Regions from separate parts of the Mus musculus genome. Here region 1 is linked to region 2. The links are chromatin contacts, called in public promoter capture Hi-C maps. All regions are on one chromosome and are shown on one strand. Each heading gives the region's core, a stretch centred on a gene start, on an enhancer-like site or on the middle of the called end of the contact. The rest is flanking DNA. Distances are from core to core; before and after follow the strand shown.

Evidence for each region. Promoter capture Hi-C pulls out the DNA fragments that hold promoters and counts their contacts.
Region 1: a contact with region 2 is called in a promoter capture Hi-C map of pre-B cells, with 3 times the contacts expected there. The contact joins the promoter of Otos here to the promoter of Ube2f in region 2. A contact is called at or near these places in 3 of 39 promoter capture datasets (liver and pre-B cells) and 1 of 115 datasets of contacts at active chromatin or transcription factors (thymic regulatory T cells).

Annotation. Positions count from the first base shown.
Region 1 is chr1:92,647,491-92,650,219 of GRCm38.p6, reverse strand. It overlaps Otos (otospiralin), which reads left to right and starts at 1,379. Exons shown (of 5, transcript NM_153114.2): 1 at 1,379-1,469.
Region 2 is chr1:91,249,047-91,251,746 of GRCm38.p6, reverse strand. It overlaps Ube2f (ubiquitin-conjugating enzyme E2F (putative)), which reads right to left and starts at 1,443. Exons shown (of 10, transcript NM_026454.4): 1 at 1,310-1,443.

The DNA of each region.
Region 1 (2,729 bases), core at 130-2,629, 1.4 Mb before region 2:
GTCTGCCCAAGGGCTTCTTCTAAGTAAATGGGCCTGTATGGCACTGGATTGATGTCACTCCTGTTGCTGCTGACCTGTGTCTCTGGTATCCTGTCCCCTGACTGGAGTCCAAGGCAGATCCTTCGGCTTGTGTCAGCATGTCCGACGTGGTGAAGCCCTTGTGGGAAAAGCTCAGATGACATCCTTCACAGCCCAGGGTCAACACCAGCCCTTCCTGGGTTCCTGGGAATCTTTTCCCATGATGCAGAGAAATGCAGATGACAAAGAATCCTGTGAGAAAAAACAAACAAACAAACAAACAAAAAACCATGGGCCATGTGAGACCCATCCTTCTGTTGGGGGTCGCAAATGACCACAAGCTAAATATTCCTTGCTGGGAAGGGTATGTACTCCACCTCTCAGGGAGGCAGCTGTGGTGAACCAGGCAACTTCCCAGTGAGATGCCTGGCTCAGTGGTTCAGTTAACCCTTTATGTCACCGAGAAGCCACCAGTGGAGCTTCCTGCAGTCAGGGCAGGGCCTATAGCAATCCCTGGATCCTTGGCCTCAGCAAGATCTTTCAGTTCTGCCTGGGCTGGTTTCTGGATCCATTAGCCCCCAGGAACCCAGATGCTCTCTGTGCGTATTGGGGGTGCAGTATTGATTCCAGATGGTGGCCTCAGGTAGCGCCACACCTATCTTGCTCCTGCCTTCTGATCCCAGGCTCAGCCTCCAAAGCAGCCCGCCTCTTCCCATACTCTATGGGATGACAGCAATAGACACCTGCTTGTCTGTGCACATTGTAAGTGTGTACACACCTGTGTGTGCATATGGTGTTGGGAAGATGAGTGTTTCACCTAAAGTGAATATTTGGGGGTGGGTGGGTTGGGGGACAGATCCCTGGAGATGTTTGAGACATGAAACTTCCGCTAGAAAAGCTGGTCGCTTGAAATTCAAATGTAACCATGCGTCCTGTATTTCTTTCAGCCACACTGGAGTCCCTAGGACCCCCCAACCCCATCTCATCCCAATCCAGGTCAATTCTTCGTGGTTTCTGAAGGGGTACTCGCCGGGGTTGACCTGGGACCTTTTCAGAGAGTCTATGGTCAGTTCAGGAAAAGAACGAGGTATTTTAAAAGAAGGTGATCACATGCTTTCACATTTCAGCTTCAGATCCGTATGCGGTCAGTCTTATGACATGGAAGGAGACTTTGATTATTCCAGAACACAAACCCTGTCCTGTGGGCCAGCTGCACAGGAGCCTGTGAGCATGGCGCCCCCTGGAGGCCATCTCAGAAACATTCCACTCCAAGCTCTGAGCCTGTTCTCCAAGCAGCCTGGGACCGGCTGTCTCACCCCAGGCCCTTCTAGATTTCCTGTTAAAGCTGCCACACCCGCATCAGCTGTGGTGGCGTGGAGGGACTTCCACCTTGACAGGCTTTGCCAAGTCAGCTCAACACGCTCCCAGAATTCTCCCTTTTCATGTCCAAGGTAACATGTTTAGTTAAGCTCTTTAAAAGTCCGATAGGGATGTGTGTGTTTGAGGACAAACATGGGTGACATTAGAAGTCTGCGCCCCCCTCCTTTGTAGGAGCAGGGATGGCACTTCCCAAAGGAAATGTGTCTACCAGGGCATGTTTAGAGGGACAAGGGGCAGCATGACTTCTAGAACCTCTGAATCCCAGCTCTGTGTGGTCACATGACGCCACTCTCCTTGGGTTTGAATCCAGCCAGAAGACTCCAGCCCTGTCAGTGAGGTACTGCTCAGTCCCTGGGACACCCGGGTACTCTGCAGGCACAAGCGGGAGGGCAATGCTGCCATCTGGGACGGAGGACTTAGGGCAGATGTCAGTCTGGGAGATGTGAGGAGAAGGCAGACTGTGAGCCATCACCCCCTACACCCCAGTACTTATGCTGGCCACGGTCCAGGAAACAGGAAGTGACTCTAGGATCAGTTATAAGCCACTTCCGAGGCTTTGCGGGGCTCGGGGATGTATGAACAGTGCAAAACACAGGCGGACCATTCCGTGGCAGAGAAGAATGCAGGAAAACACACTGGCACGATGAACTGTGGCCTTGAGACTTTAAATTATGAGCACCTGCCTGTGTCCATGTTGGGACAGCTCAATGGATGATGGTAAGCTACTCTGGGCTCTGCCTTCTAGGAGAATGAATTTGGGTTGCGCTAGCATTTCAGAGTACAGGCAGGGGCATCTGCGAGGCTCAAGGAGTAATTATTAGTCAGATGTGGTGTCCATGGATGGACAGCAGGGGGCGCCAGATACCTCTGACTCATTCCCAATCCTGGCGTTCGTTACCACAGGGTCCTTTTCAAGCTGACTGCCACGGGAGATAACAAGGGGCCTCTGTCCAGCAGAGTGGCCTTATACATCTAAGCATCTCTTGAATCCAAGCAGACAGACTGTTAAGACCTTGGAGGTTCCCTCCGAGTTTCTGTGTGGGGCGGGATATTATGCACTGGATATCATGCAGGCTTCTGAGCAGTCACTGGGCAGGTTTCAAGTTTGCCCATCCTATATGGTATTGTTCCTGGGCCCGACCTTTGGGAGCTTTTGAGAATTCGAACTCTTCCCTGCCCTCAAGCATTGAATTTTAGAAGGAATCCTAGCAATTATTAAAGGATGGAATCCAGTGTTTTGGGATTCCCATCAAATGTAGGAATGCAAGGGCCCTGGGGAAGGCATTTACCATTAAAAAAAATGACATTTACTTATTGTGTATGTGTTTGCA
Region 2 (2,700 bases), core at 194-2,693:
AAAAAATTACTCAAACTATCAAAAGGGTAGAAGCTGCCTCAGAATTCTCGTTCCCTCCTCAACACGTCCCACCTCTGGAAAACCCCACTTTGACCCAAACTTCCCTTTGCTCGAAAATCACACTGTGACTAAGGCAGTATTTTGGGAACCGATCAGCTATTCTGAACAGCATGCTCAGTTTCCAACTCCACAAGTTGTATTTGGCCCAGTTAGTTCCTCCTCTGGGTGGGACCAACTTTTAGGGCATCCAAAGAGGACTGCAACTTGTTATTTACCAGTCTCATCAAGTCATGTTTATTCAGCATTCCTATGTGCTGTGCTGAAATCAGGCTGGTGTGACCTATGCAGGGCCAGTTGGCTCACAGTGAGGCTAACTCCTCACTGACAGCTCCAATCTAAGCCATTTAAGAGAACTAGGGGCCACTAGGGCCGTTTAACCTTCCAAGCTGAAAGAAACAGATCGGGACTTAAACCGTACAGCATGAGTGTCCAAGGGTATCTAACCTGCCAGGCTTACTGACTGACCACTTCTGGAGCTCATCTTTGATTTTGGGTACTGAATATCAAGTTAATTTTGTCCAGGTACTCCTGTTAATTCTGTTCCTGAAGCTCCCCACAATCACTATCCTTAATTTCCTATGACTCTGCCTACTGCCCAGCTCCCCACATTCGGCCCAAACAGCTAGGAAGCCTCGGCACCAGGCCCAGCCACCTCACTGTTTTTCAACACCACCCTGCTCATTTCTGGAACCTTCGGTTCAATCTGATAACCAGGTCTTGGGATGCCCTCTTTCCCTTCACCGCCAAGCCCGACTAGGTTCTTAAGGAGAGCAGATTTTTACCCACAGGCCAAGAGCCCCTCCGGGAAGCCTTCCCCAGCAACTCCAACCCACCGGCAGCGCCGAGGAGTGGGTCCAATGCCCACCGGAGACGGAGGAAACTGAGCCGGCCGAGGAGAAGGCCACACCCCGGGTGACACGCCGCGGAACCGGGTCAGGGACCGAACCGGGCCAGGCGGGCCGGCCGCCCCTCCTCCCCGCCGTCGCCGTGGCGGGCCGCGTCCACCTCCCGCTTCCCTTCAGGGGCAGCGGCCTCCCCGCCGCGGCCTCGGCCTCGGCCTCCCGGACGGCCCGAGCTCCGCACCGTGACCTTGCGGGCGGCGGCACGGGGTCCGCCTCGGCCCGGCCCTCTAGAGCCGCCGGGGCTCGCTGCCCGCCCAGCGCTTCCCGTCAGCCGCCGACCTCGCGGTCCGGCCTGGCGCTCGGCGACAGGAGCCTCGGCCTCAGTCCAGCCCGCGCGACCAGCTTACCTGAGCACCGCGAGTCAGGCGAGGCGAGCCGGCACCCAAAACCATGCCCGGCGGAGCAGCGGCACTGAGTCGCGCTGGCCTTCACAGCCGCACCGGCTCCCGGCGGCGAGACCGGAAGTGGCGGGGCGGGGACTGCGCCGTGACCGCAGTGGGCACTTTAAAAAAAAAATTCAAAGCTACAAAAGAACTTTATTGGCAGCTCCACTCGTGGACAGTCACAGGACATACACAGGTCAACTAGTCGGCCCTCGTTCATTGGTGAAGAGCACGGCCTGAGGGTGGGCCATGTGTCAAGACCTTTGCTGATTGGTCACCGAAGCGCAAGCATCCCCGACCGCCTAGCGGCCTTCCGGTTTGTTTCCATTCATTTAGCGGCTTGCTTCCCTAGGAATATCGTACTAGTGCAGTGCCTGCTGGTGGAGCTAAGTTCCTGTGCCCGGCACCATTCCTGAACGCAAAGAATCCGACCGGTTTGCAGCTGCGTTAAGGCCATGGGATAGTTAGAGGTGGCTGCTGGGTGTGAGGACACTCTTCCTGCTCCTTATTTTTTTAATTTCTCATATTCCTATATGCACTTTTAAAAATCTACTTCAGGCCGGGAGTTCCGGCGCATACCTCAGTCCCGGCGCTCAGAGACAAGAGGAAGGCCTGGTCTACATAGTGAATTCCAGGACAGCCAGAGATATGTAGAGAGACCCTACCTCCTGAGGCCTTGGGGTTCCATGTGCAGCATCCTACTTGCAGCTCGTGTGGTATGCATTCTCAGTCCCTGTGGGACTGGAGATAGCCTACTTTGGGAGAGAATTCGGCAAGACTCCTAGAGAGGTAGGGCCTTGGAAAGAGGATATTTTCTGTGGAAAAGAACAAGGAGCGTCAGGTTTCCAGTGATTTTCTTAGCAATTCTGGGGAATGAATCTCAGGAGGTCTCACATGCAAAGCACTACCTTTGAGCTACCCGCCCCCTCCCCCCGCCTCCCCCCCCCCCCCGTCTCCCCCCTCCCCCCACACCCTAGACCCTAAGATTTCTTTTGAAATGAGGCACTTGGGTTCAGGGAGTAAAGCGTTTGTCAGCATGAGGACCTGTTTCCAAACTCGGGAAGATGTGAGGCAGAGGAGTCCTCAGATTAGGACCAAGTACCCTGACTTCCATTGAGGGGAAGAGATCCCCCGCAGAGCTGGGTTGCACATAGGAGTTGGAGGCCAGCCTAGATAACATAGAGTTCCAAACAAGCCAAGGTTACTCAATGAGATCCTGTAAACACAAACAAACAAAAAAGTGGAAGAAAGTTATCCTTTGACCACCCCATGTGGCACATGGCTACACACGCTCAAGCTTCCATCAGATACACACTCCTGCACAGATAGAAAGGGTAAAAGGCAGCCAGGCCTAG